Regions from separate parts of the Mus musculus genome. Here all the other regions are linked to region 3. A link is a contact called in public HiChIP or PLAC-seq and promoter capture Hi-C data. All regions are on one chromosome and are shown on one strand. The core of a region is the stretch at or near the end of the contact, and the rest is flanking DNA. Distances in the headings are between cores, read along the strand shown. Region 1 holds the start of 2810433D01Rik (RIKEN cDNA 2810433D01 gene). Region 2 has its middle 3.0 kb from the start of Gm11627. Region 3 holds the start of Tmub2 (transmembrane and ubiquitin-like domain containing 2).

Region 1 (4,189 bases), core at 1,535-4,034, 340 kb before region 3:
GGTCGTGTTTTGCGCAATGTCACACAGCAAACTGGAGAGCGAAAACCTAATCCCTCAGTCCAATGCTCTGTCCACTGTCCTCCCTAGTGACAGGCACCGGGGTACCTGTGTCTAGAAAAGGGTCATTTTTCTGTTCCCCTACAATACAGAGGATCCTCTCTCTATAGTACATCATTTAGTCAGTGCCTCTAATCCCCAGCATCCGTGTTTGGGGAACAGAGAGGAAGGCATCAAAACCAGTCTTTAGAGAACCGGTTAGCTTTGAAGGATTAGCCTTACATAGCTGAAATCTCGACCCCTCATGGGAGTTGAGGAGGAGGGGGGCTGAAGCACGTGAGAGAGAAGGCTAGTGAGGGGCCCTGGGCAGCCATGGAGAGAGCTCTCTTCCTCACTGAGCCCTAAAACTTTGACCACGGCCACAGCTGCAGAGGCTTGTCTCCCCTTCCTGCTTTGGGACTTTGTAGTGCAAAACGTCTCCAGTGTCCAAAGGGTCCCTTCAAAATATCAGAGAATTTTCCATGAAGTGGGACAGGAACACCAAGGTTGGCTGTCACTGGGACAGAAAGAATTGGAATCCTGGGGATGAATGAGGAATGGGGACTTCTGTCCGAGGTTTCCCCAGTTATGCCTCCAAATGCCACCTGTCCTCTTCCCCACAGCCTCTCAGCTGAGTACTTCTTGTCTAAGAGTCTTCCACACTTGCATCCCAGATCACAAGGGCAATGGATTAATATAAGAACTGCTTGTTAAAGAAAGCTGGGAGCCAGGCATGGTGGCGCACGCCTTTAATCCCAGCACTTGGGAGGCAGAGGAAGGCCATTTCTGAGTTCGAGGCCAGCCTGGTCTACAAAGTGAGTTCCAGGACAGCCAGGGCTATACAGAGAAACCCTGTCTCGAAAAAACCAAAATAAATAAATAAATAAATAAAATAAAATAAAGAAAGCTGGGTTTCCGGGTGTGGCAATGCATGCCTTTAATCCCAGCACTTGGGAGGCAAGCAGATCTCAGTGAGTTCGAGGTCAGCATGGTCTACAGAGAGAGTTACAGGACAGCCATGGATGCGACACAGAGAACCCCTATCATGAAAATTCAAAGAAGAAGGAGGAGGAGGGAGAGGAGGAGGATGGAAGGGAAGAAGGAAGGAAGGAAGGAAGAGAGAGAGAGAGAAAGAGAGAAAGAAAGAAGGAAAGAAAGAAAGAAAGAAAGAAAGAAAGAAAGAAAGAAAGAAAGAAAGAAAGAAAGAAAACTGGGATTTAAAGTAGGCCTACATAATTCTGGAAGCCCAAGACCTGCCTTGGACATCATCTAATCTGTATAGGAGACAGAAGCTTTTCATTGGAAGAGAAATGCCATCTCTTCTAGACATACTTAATGTGAAGAGAAAGACATCATAGCCTCTGACCCAGCCAGCCCTCTACCCATTCCTGGCTTCCCAGTGGAGACAGAGAACATGCAGACACATGGGTGTGCATACACACACACACACACACAAACACACACACACACACTTGCATGAGTTTCTAACCTGCAAAGACTCATATACATGGAGTGCAATTGAACTGAACTAACAAACCACCTGCAGTTCTCCCTCACTGGAGATGTGACAGAGCTGACTGGGTGCCATAACTACAATGGGACCTCAGCTCTGCCCCATAAGACCTGCATTGCTGCCTTCCCAAGCATCGTCCCGAGACTGCTGATGTACGCACGCCTCCCCCTGCACACTCCCTAGCACCAGGCTCAAGCACATTTCCCATTGATACTTCATTTGTGTGTGCAACTGACCCAGCCCACACCCAACACGTACGAGCTGCCTAATGCCCAGCGTCCTCAGCGACCAGAGACTGGCGTGCAGTCATTTAAGCTTGACAGATGGCTCCATGCATGGATGCATAAACGGGCGACAAGCATGAACGAGAAGCTTAGCGTGGCTGGGGATAAAGCCAGGGGTGGAGGACTTATCTAGCATGCCCTGGCAATCCAGCCAAACAGCGAGATGCATAGGACAGACTATTCCAATTAGCATATGGGGAAGGGAGAATCAGAGACACGTGGTCTCACAGCTAACCAGTAGAGATGGAACCCTTGCCTGGATTTTTTTGACTTACAGCTTACCAATTTAGAATCAAACCCAGGCCCCTGTTATCCCAGCCTACACCCAAGAGTGCTATGTATGGCCAAGCAGATCATACACTGCACAATCCTCGAATGTACTCCTCCAGCTGGAGCCCCGGTAGATAGCAGTTCCTGGAGCTCTTGCGAGATGTCACCCTCTTGACTGTATGCAGACACCCTGCCTCCAGTCTCTTTCCTGAGCTGCTTTGTGAACACATTTCAAACAGTGGAGATATGAACCCCATACCCCCTTTCTCCACTACCCAGGATGCCAGCCAGAAAGAGCTCTTGAAAGGCAAGAGAGGGTGCTCCAGGAATATACAAAGTCCCTCTCAGGACCAGTAATGTCCCCTGCCTCTCCCAGTAAAAGCTCTTCTGTCAGACCTGGTCACGTCCCGTCCCCCCTACCCCCAGAGGCCTCTGACATTTGCCCACACCTGGCTCTATGATTATAGACATCAGTACTCTGAGATGGGAGGTGTAGATGTCCAGTCTCCTATCTGAGACACAACCACGCGGGGCCTGAGGGCTGGGGCCCACCTCTCCCAACAAAGCCCCCTCCCCCTTCACTCGTGTGCGGGGGCCCTGGCCCCACCCGGGGAACAAGGCTGGGATTAATAAGCGCCCAGCTCCCTCCCCTAATGGGCTCCAGCTGCACAAACATTCCCAGAATTCAGAGCCGGCTCTGTCTGGGGCGGCCCAGGCCTCAGCCCCAGCATTCCTGACCCCCTCCCCCCAAGCCTGGGACAGCTGCTCCGGAACTCAGCAACTGGCTGGGGATCGAATCCCAATTCAGCTTTTCCAGAGGTAGGGGGCACTGAGATGGCTGGGGCTGGGGCTGCTGGCTGGGGGTGGGAGCAAGGAGAAGGGAAGAGAGAAGGAACTTTAAGAGACTCCTCTGATCCTCACGGATCACGGCCCCTCCCCCCCGCACCTCTCCCCTCCTCCAGTGCTGAACGCTCTCTCAGCAGTAGGTATCAGGGGTCTGCACAGTGTTACCTAATTTGTCTCACCAGGCAGTGCCCTTGGCTGGCATGGCCCAGAAGGAGGTAGCAGCCTGTTCTGAGAGGAAAGATAAGCATCTGCCCTTATGTTTAATAAAGAGATCCGGCTGTGTCTTCTCAGACCCTGTGGCCAGGCAGGAACTTGTACAAACAGGTTCTTATCAAGAAGGTGAAAGAGGCCCAGGATGCAGTTGAGTAAAGTGCTTGCCTAACTGAGCAGAGGGCCTGAGTTTGACACTCCCTCCCTCACCCCAAAAAAGGGGGTGTGAAGATGCAGGGGGAGCAGTGAGGTGCATTTGGGGACCCAGGGACAGGAGTCCCAAGGGGACACAGGTATACTGTATTGATAATATAGACCTGTCTTCTTTCCACCTCTCGATCCAGGGCCAGAAGAAGTTGTGCGTGCGCCCTGTACCTGTCGCCCAAAGTTATGCTAGCTGTAGACAATGGTGAGGGTCCATCTAGGGAACTGGGGGACCACATAGGGACTAATGAAAGTATAGGTATGAGTGTGTGTGTGTGTGAGAGAGAGAGAGAGAGAGAGAGAGAGAGAGAGAGAGAGAGACTGCTCAGAAGTGTGTCTATGTTCCTGTTCCTCACACATTCCATAAATGAGTCAAGTACACACTCACCAGGGAAGGCTCCCTGTTGCCTACTGTCCTAGTTAGGGTTTTATTGCTATGAAGAGACACCATGACTACAGCAACTTTTTTTGTTTTGTTTTGTTTTGTTTTTTCGAGACAGGGTTTCTCTGTGTAGCCCTGGCTGTCCTGGAACTCACTTTGTAGACCAGGCTGGCCTTGAACTCAGAAATCTGCCTGCCTCTGCCTCCCAAGTGCTGGGATTAATGGCGTGTGCCACCACGCCCGGCTGACTACAGCAACTCTTCCAAAGGAAAACATTACATTGGGGCTAGCATACAGGTTCAGAGGTTTATTTAGTTCATTATTGTCATGGTGGAGCATGGCAATGGCAACAGGCAGACAGGGTGCTAGAGAAGGAGCTGAAAGCTCTACATCTGGGTGGGCAGGCAGCAGGAAGACAGAATGATAGTGAGCCTGGCTTGAGCT
Region 2 (4,198 bases), core at 573-3,072, 300 kb before region 3:
TTGAACCTGAGTCCCCTTGGAGAACAACCAGCGTTCTTAACCATTGAGCCAACTCTCTAGCCCCTGGCCTAGAACTCTTGACTAAACAGAGATCTTCCTGTCCCTGCCTCCCAAGTGCTGGGATTAAAGTTGCACACCCACTATGCTCAACCCAAGGCACAGTCCAAATCTTAGTTCATAAAATTATCCAAAAACGAGGACTGCTTAACAAAGCATTCAAAGTAATAACGAGTGGTCCTTCAAGGCCTCACGGATGGAGGAGGTATCAACTGCCCTAGAAATTCAACTGAATCTCTGTAGTGTCTGGAGGGAAAGACAGAGGGAAGAAATAGGTTTTTTTAAATTTAAATCAATCAAGCCAGGTGTGGTGGCGCACGCCTGTAATTCCAGCACTCAGGAGGCAGAGGCAGGCGGGTTTTTGAGTTCGAGGCCACCCTGGTCTACAAAGTGAGTTCCAGGACAGCCAGGGCTACACAGAGAAACTCTGTCTCGAAAAACAAACAACAAAAGAATTTAAATCAATCAATCAATCAATCAAAAGATGCTATCTCAAGAAATTGGCCTCCTGAATTTCTTTTCCCCTGAACTTTTCTCTTTTCTCCTTGGCCCTGGTCTGAATTAGAAATGTTCCTTCAGACCCAGCTTTCAGACCCTACAGGATCCTATATGGAAGTCCCTTCCTGAGTTAAGACTCCTCTTTAAACACAATCTATGTGCTGGGTTGTGGTGACACACACCTTTGATCCCAACACTCAGAAGGCAGAGGCAGGTGGATCTCTTGAGTTAGAGGTCAGCCTGGTCCACAAGTGAGTTTGGGGACAGCCAGGGCTACACAGAGAAACTCACCTTGGGAAGAAAAACAAAACAAAACAAAACAAAGCAACAACAACAACAACAACAACAAAAACCCTATCTCACCCCCACCACCACCTCCCAAAGAATTTTTTTCTTACCTGTCAGCATCACTACACTCCATCTCCAACTGAGACTCCACCGCCTCTCTCAGGTCCCTCAGTCCACCCAGGCTCTCTATTCCGACTTCTGAAGCTCAACTGAGCCTAAACTAGCCAATGTGGTCCTTCCTGGCATAGGTCACTCAGTGACAAAAGGCGACATTAATCTTCTTTCTTAAAGGGTTGAGAAGGTCAGACAAAGTGGTCACTTCATTTGATGGACACCCAACCCTTGCCTGCAATGTTTGTTTTCCCTCCATTGCCTGGGTCAGGAAGACACTGTTGGAGAGGGGATGTTTCCCAGGGAGAGGTGCAGGTACACGGATTTCTACACTCTGAAGTCGCCGGGAAGGGAGGCGTGGGGTTTCAGGTTGCCTTCCCCCAGGGCAAGGTCACCCCAGATAACCCTTGAGGAATTCTTTGGCCTAGGAGTTGCAGGATAGAATAACAAACCCCATTGCTGGGTTAAAGCAAAACTTGGCCAACTTCATTTGGGGGGGACTATGGCTTCTTTGAAACTGGGGCTGAACCAGTCACACTTCCCAGGCAATTCCTCCTGTGCTCAGTCTCCCCGCCCCCAAATGCCCACCTTAGCACACCCAGGAGAGTGAGGGACTCTGGAAAATGCAAAGAACTTAGCCCTGACTATGGCTCCCGTGTCGGGAGGGCCTTAAAGTGCAGGCTGCTGAGGGGGCAAGGGCTGTACTTGGTGCGCGCAGGTCCTAGGGTCCTACTTGTGGTTGGGGGGGTCAGCTAAAGAGAACGAACACCCCTCTTCTCTCCACAGCTGGTGCACCAAGGGTCCTCCTCCCTATCACAGCCCTTCCCTTAGAAAGCCTGCTGAGTCTGGAATGAGAGGAATCTGAACTACAAACCGACCTCTTGGCAGCATCCCCAACTTCTCTCCAGCCACTCCTAGGTTGCCGACTTCCAGGCAAGGCTGAAGGGGCCTAGGTGGGAAGACCCCACACACAGAGAGACACTGAAGAAACGGGGGTGCAGAAGTCAGTCGAGGGCAGAGAGACAGTACACGCGCGTTTTGTAGGTTGGGGCTTGCTCTAAGGTCCAATCGGCCTGGAACTCACAAGTTTTGGCAATCCTCCTGTCTCGGCTTTCCCAAGTCCTGGAATTATAGATGTGAGCCAGCTTGAACAAAGAATTTATATTTTCCAAACCAAAAATCAAAACCATTAACAAGTCAGTGTGCTGGAGTCACAGGATTAGGGATTTGAAACCAAGCCCACTGTAGAATGATTCAAGCTGTCGAGTCTCCAGGGTTGACAAGCAATTAGTATTACATCCTAGGAAGAAAGGACCTGTGTCCCCAGCTCTTGTCTCCCCTCTGCTTGGCTCTTTTCTCCCAAGGGCTAAGCTTGCCTGGTGCTATCTGGGCAGTATCACAGTCTGAGAATGCCCCGTGGAGGCTGAAAGAATCGGGAAAAGTGAAGAATGGTCTTTTTAAAAGATTGATGGCACAGAGCCAGAGGCCACTTCTGCCTGCCACACTTGTGGCAGACCCCAGTGTCCTGCCCACCGTCTCTGTAGCGTCCTCTCTACCCCACCTGAACCGTGTGGAACTTTGATGGTGATTTAGCCAGGGCTATCTGCGCCATGAGATGCCCAGGCAACGTACTAGAAGGGTGACCCTGGGGAAAGGACCAGGCTACAGCAGAGAAGCAGCCAGCCAGCCAGCCAGGAGCAGGAAGCCGCTTGGGGCAAGATGACCTCTTTCCAAGGGCAGTTCTGTCCAGCTTGTATAACATAGCTCCTGCCAAGGGTGGTATAGAAAGGCTCAGAGCCCACAGCAGGCTGGGGAAGGGCATTGAAAAGGGAGCTTAAGGGCTTCCTGCTGCGTGAGATGGATTAGGGGCCTGTGGGGAGCCAGTCTAGCAGGGAGAAAGGCACTGGCCAGATGCCAGAGCCCCTTGGCCAAAGACACTCTGAGACGAAGAATCCCTGGGTATCTGGTGGACTGCAAGTCCGCATCTTCCACCTGGCTGAGGGGCCCAGACAGAGTGACATATGGTGATGAGGAGACGGACCAAAGAGCACCAAAATGGAGGAAGGAAAAGCAGCCCTGCTTGAGTGAACCAGTGGACATCTCATAGGAAAATAAACAACCTCTCCAGTGATTTTTATCCAACTCTCCCCGAGCCCTTGAACTGGGTCTGTTCTTCGGGGCTGGTTCACTGCTGGGCTCTGTTTCTCTAGTCTGCAGGATGGGAGCTCTGAGGCCACCACTGGGAACAGCATAAGTAGTAGAAGCTTGTTTTGTAGTATTTTCTTTCCAGACTGGGTTTCTCTACATAGACCAGGCTGGCCTGAAACTCATTATGTAGACCATGTTGGTATCAGGACCTCCGAAGGTCCAACAGACCAGGTAGGCTTTGAACTCACAAAGCTCCACCATTCCTGGTTATATGTGGTGCTGGAGATCAGACTTGGGACTTTGTGAATGCTAGGCAGGCACTGACCGACTGAGCTATCCCGGCAACCTGTGTATGAGGACAAACCCTTCTATCTTCACAAGAGTCTCTCCATGTAGCCCTGGCCAGCCCGGAACTCATGCGGACCAGGCAGGCCTTGAACTCACAGAGATCCTTCTGTCTCTACCTCCTGAGTTTTGGACTACTGCGGCCAGGATCTTAAACAGTGCATGGTGTAGGCTCTAACAAGCAGACTAAAGCAAGAGAATCAGAAGTTAAAGGCTACATAGTGGGAACTTAACTCAGAACAAAAAACAAACCATCAATCGTATTGGTCCCATAGACCAGAAGCCTCAGTATCACGATTGTTATTATTACCTTTATTTATTTATTTAAAGATTTATTTATTATTATATGTAAGTACACTGTCACTGTCTTCAGACACAACAGAAGAGGGCATCAGATCTCATTATGGATGGTTGTGAGCCACCATGTGGTTTCTGGGATTTGAACTCAGGACCTTTGGAAGAGCAGTCAGTGCTGTTAACTGCTGAGGCATCTCTCCAGCCCCTACTTATTTATTTTTGAGGCTAGGGTCTCACTAAGTTGCCTGGGCAGGCTTCTATTTGCTAGGCCAAGTGATTCTTTTGCCCCAGTCTTCCTAGTATCTGGGATTAAGTGCTTGCAGCTCAAGTCTCTTTTTTGTTTTTTGTTTTTAGCAAAGATATCTCCTCTCATAGTCTGTTAGGAAGCAGGCTAAAATCCTGTCCCCACCCCATCTCCTGCGGACAAACAGGGAAGGTCTACTTCTAGGAGGAG
Region 3 (3,871 bases), core at 30-2,529:
CTTCCCAACGGTTCCCACTATCCTTCTTTCAATCTGTCTTGTGCTATGAAGGTTTTCCCTCTCTGCGGCTTCTGAGAAAGCATTGGAGGCTCTCTGCATATTCCTCGGAGTACCGTCTCTTTTCCTTGGAGAATCTACGTTCACAGCTGTCTCTGGGCAAATCCATCTGGTGATTATCATCATCAGACTACTCTCACAGCACCCACAAAACATCATTACACTCATAACCTGTCCATTTCTTCATTGACTCCTGGAAGATAAGAACCGAGGGTAGTTCTCTTTGTTTGAAGCTCTTAATGCAATGTCACAGTAGCTGCTCAAGGAATATTTGTAGAACACACCAACACTCTCAGAAGCGTTTCCACAGCCTTATTTACACAGATTGGCCCTGGAGTCAGGGAAGCGATTCTGGGTCACTGTCTAGCCCCTCTTCTAGCTATGCAATGTCCAGCAACGTTCTCAAAGCCTCAGCTTTCTCAACAGTAAAGTGGGGTTTAAAATGGTTACCTACCTCATAAGGTTGTTTTGAAGAAGACGTGAAATCATCGAAGCAAAAATAATTAACACTGTTCAATAAACAAATGATAGCAATTACGTCTCACTCCCATAACTAACCCCTGTTGGTCAGGTTAGTGTCAGGAACCGTGATGTACACAAAAGGAAACTGTGGCAAAGACAGATGGAAGCGGAGGACACAAGGAACTGCCGCGGGCAGGGGCCAGATAGGGGACCTGCATCTGTCTGACCAAGGCCTCGGCTTTCTCCTCAGCCTGTGGACGATCCTGACCGCACTGTGGGGAGTCGTCCCCGACCGTGCTTTTTTCTGGGGTGAAGGTTCTGCGTCTGAAAGGTCCTATTCCCTTGGCAGTGGAGTCCATCAGCACCCCCCACCCCACCCCCGAGCCGAGGAGCTTCCGGGTTTCGGTCGCAGTGCCCAAGCCCGACTCTCCGGGACAGTGATGGTTTAGGGTCAGGTGAAGAAGCGAGGGTCGGGAGGTAGGGGGGTCACAAACCATCCACACCCCTCAAACTTCGGGGCGGGGCAGAGGAGAGGGGGCGGAGCTTGAGGACGCGAGGAGTCATGGGAGATTAAAGGGGGTTTGGATGGTTACTGTGCCTCGATGGGGAAGGAAAGCCTCACCTGACAAAGCCAGGATAAATGTTTTGACTTCGCCAGGACAGTCTTTGTAGTTCTCTTTCCGTAGGGGTCAGGGGAGGGGCTGGCAACTCAGGATTCTGTCCAGGGTCCGATCTCTTCCGGCTTTTCTCGGAAGCTGTTAACATCCAGGACAGGAAGTCCCGCCTCCCCGCCTTGTACTGATGACGCAAAGCTACGTAAGGCGGACTGACGTAAACGTAATCTTTAAATAAAAGGGCCAGGTTGCGCCGCGGCAGAAGGGGAGGAGTCATTGTTGGCGGGATTTCGGACCTCCGGCAGTAAGACCACGCCCATTAGGCGTGGCCTCGGACCTCCTGGAGGTCGGAGGCGGGGCCAAAAGAGAAGAGGCGGGGGAAGGTGTTTGTGGGGGGCGTGGTTTCATGCTTAGACGATTGCCCTGGCAAGCTCTCCTGGTCCACCCGCCGCTAGGTTTCCTTCTTTCCCGCCTGGTTTTTCCTTCCGGTTTGGTTCTCTAGCTCCAGAGCTAATGAGATTCATTACTGCTTCGCCAATGCACACCAGGCTCCAAGGTTGGGAGCGGTAAAGTCTGCTATTTTTGACTTCTAAGACAGTTGTTCCTCGAGGAGATGGGCAAGAATACAAATTAAAGTCTTAAGTACTTGAAGATTTCTACCTCGTATAGCTTTAATAAATGAAGCGGGAAGGCATTTTAAAGAGATACAAATACAGTGCCCTCAGCCGGGCAGTGGTGGCACACGCATTTAATCCCAGCACTTGGGAGGCAGAGGCAGGCTGATTTCTGAGTTCGAGGCCAGCCGGGTCTACAAGTAGTGAGTTCCAGGACAGCCAGGGCTATACAGAGAAACCCTGTCTCGAAAAACAAACAAACAAACAAAAAACAAATAGAGTGCCTTCTTAAGAAAGGATTTTTTTTCTTTTACTTGTTTCTATGTGTATGCCGCGTGTGTGGGTACTTGCAGAGCCCAGAAGAGGGCATTGGATCTCCATGAGCTAGGGTTACAAGAGGTTGTAAATCGCCAGTCTTGAGTGCTGGGGAGAGAACTCAGGTCTTCTGGCAAGAAGAACAAGTGCTCTTAACCATTGAACCATCTCTCCAAGTCTATCACCCTGGATTAGTTTTTCCTTTTTTTTTTTTTTTTTTTGGTTTTGTTTGATTGTTGATTCACTATGTAGAAGAGCAAGCAGCCTTTCTCAACCTTTGAGTCTAACGACTCATTCAGAGGTCGCATATCGGATTTTATATTAGTATTCATAAGAGTAGCAAAATTACAGTTGTGAAGTAGCACCAAAAATAACTTTACAGAGAACCAGTGTAGTGGATGATCTTTCCCATCTGGGCACCACCATGAGATTAACCCAGTGTTTTGATGGTCTTGGTCACTTTAAGAAATGTATTACATTTTATTTATTGATTGAGTATATGTAGATGTGTGCACTACAGCCCAAACGTGGCGGTCAGAGGACAGCTTGTGGGACTTGATTCTCCTTCTACCCTGGGGGTCCCAGGGGTTGAACTGATGTCACCAGCCTTTGTGGCAACTGCCCCTCCCCATACCATCTCACTGGCCCCTCCTTAATCATTTTTCTTTCTTTCTTTCTTTTTCTTTTCTTTTCTTTTCTTTTTTTTTTTTTGGTTTTTTTCGAGACAGGGTTTCTCTGTGTAGCCCTGGTTATCCTGGAACTCACTCTGTATACCAGGCTGGCCTCCAACTCAGAAATCTGCCTGCCTCTGCCTCCCGAGTGCTGGGATTAAAGGCGTGTGCCACCACGCCCGGACATTTTTCATGACACTGTAGATGTTCTCCTTATCTTTCCTAAACTATATATCTTTAAAAGATTTATTTATTTATTTTATATGAGTACACCGTAGCTGTCTTCAGACACCCCAGAAGAGGGCACCAGATTCATATTGCAGATGGTTGTGGGCCACCACGTGGTTGCTGGGATTTGAACTCAGGACTTCTGGAAGAGCAGTCAGTGCTCATAACCACTGAGCCATCTCTCTAGCCCCCTTTCCTAAACTATTGAACTTTGAAACTTAGGTGTTCGTTTGTTTGTTTGTGAGGCAGTTCTCCAAGTAGCCCAGGCTGACTTTGAACTCCTGACCCTCCTGTCTGCCTCTGCTCTGCCTTTTCTGTTTTTGTTTTTTGTTTTTTGAATCAGAAACTCATGAAGTTGGCCAGGTTAGCTTTGAACTCTCAGACTTAGGAAGACAGACCTTAATCTGAGTCTGTATTGGGACTGACTCAGCCTCTGGAGTTAAATGACTCTGTCAAGCTACCTGGCAGCCTCTGCGTGCGTGCATGCCTTTCTCTCTCTCTCTCTCTCTGTGTGTGTGTGTGTGTGTGTGTGTATACCTGTGTATGTAGGTACATATGTATGCAGGCCTAGGGAGTCTTCCTCAATCACTCTCTCCATCATACTTTCTGAGACAATGGCTTTTACTGACCCTGGAGTTGTGTTACACCAGCTGGCCAGGGATCCACCTGCCTTCACCACTTAGCAGTGGCATTCCTCAGACATACAGCTGTACCTGGCCTTTTTTTTTTTTTTTTTTTTTTAATTTTGTTTCATTTATTTACTTTGAGACAATGTTTCTCTATGTAGTCCTGGCTGTCCTAAAACTTGCTATGTAGATCAGGCTGGCCTAGAACTCAGAGAGATAACGATACACCTGCCCCTTCCTCCCAAGTGCTAGGATCAAGGATGTGTACCACCATGGCCTGATTA

What was found. Promoter capture Hi-C pulls out the DNA fragments that hold promoters and counts their contacts. HiChIP or PLAC-seq counts read pairs in DNA pulled down with a chosen protein or histone mark.
Region 1: a contact with region 3 is called in a promoter capture Hi-C map of embryonic stem cells, with 2.2 times the contacts expected there. The contact joins the promoter of 2810433D01Rik here to the promoter of Tmub2 in region 3. A contact is called at or near these places in 4 of 39 promoter capture datasets (the HPC-7 cell line, embryonic stem cells and stem cell-derived epiblast-like cells), 3 of 115 datasets of contacts at active chromatin or transcription factors (bone marrow-derived macrophages, craniofacial prominence and pancreatic cancer cells) and 2 of 9 other capture datasets (embryonic stem cells and liver).
Region 2: a contact with region 3 is called in a FOXA1 HiChIP or PLAC-seq map of pancreatic cancer cells. The contact joins the enhancer-like site here to the promoter of Tmub2 in region 3. A contact is called at or near these places in 2 of 39 promoter capture datasets (embryonic stem cells and second pharyngeal arch cranial neural crest), 1 of 15 datasets of contacts at CTCF or cohesin (the NIH/3T3 cell line), 3 of 484 Hi-C or Micro-C datasets (all in embryonic stem cells), 7 of 115 datasets of contacts at active chromatin or transcription factors (the HPC-7 cell line, acute myeloid leukemia, bone marrow-derived macrophages and 3 more) and 1 of 9 other capture datasets (pancreatic islet).

What each region holds. Positions count from the first base shown.
Region 1 is chr11:102,623,011-102,627,199 of GRCm38.p6, reverse strand. 2810433D01Rik (RIKEN cDNA 2810433D01 gene) reads left to right here and starts at 2,784. Exons shown (of 4, transcript NR_033474.1): 1 at 2,784-2,922.
Region 2 is chr11:102,580,070-102,584,267 of GRCm38.p6, reverse strand. No RefSeq gene overlaps it. Among named protein-coding and RNA genes, the nearest start is that of Gm11627, 3.0 kb to the right of the region's middle. Within about 2 kb of position 1,822, at least 57 of the 459 cell types and tissues checked have an H3K27ac peak or open chromatin away from gene starts, as enhancers often do. A contact at or near this core is called in the NIH/3T3 cell line, embryonic stem cells and pancreatic cancer cells, where this site is marked.
Region 3 is chr11:102,282,359-102,286,229 of GRCm38.p6, reverse strand. Tmub2 (transmembrane and ubiquitin-like domain containing 2) reads right to left here and starts at 1,279. Exons shown (of 4, transcript NM_028076.4): 1 at 1,142-1,279; 2 at 512-566. The coding sequence starts at 546.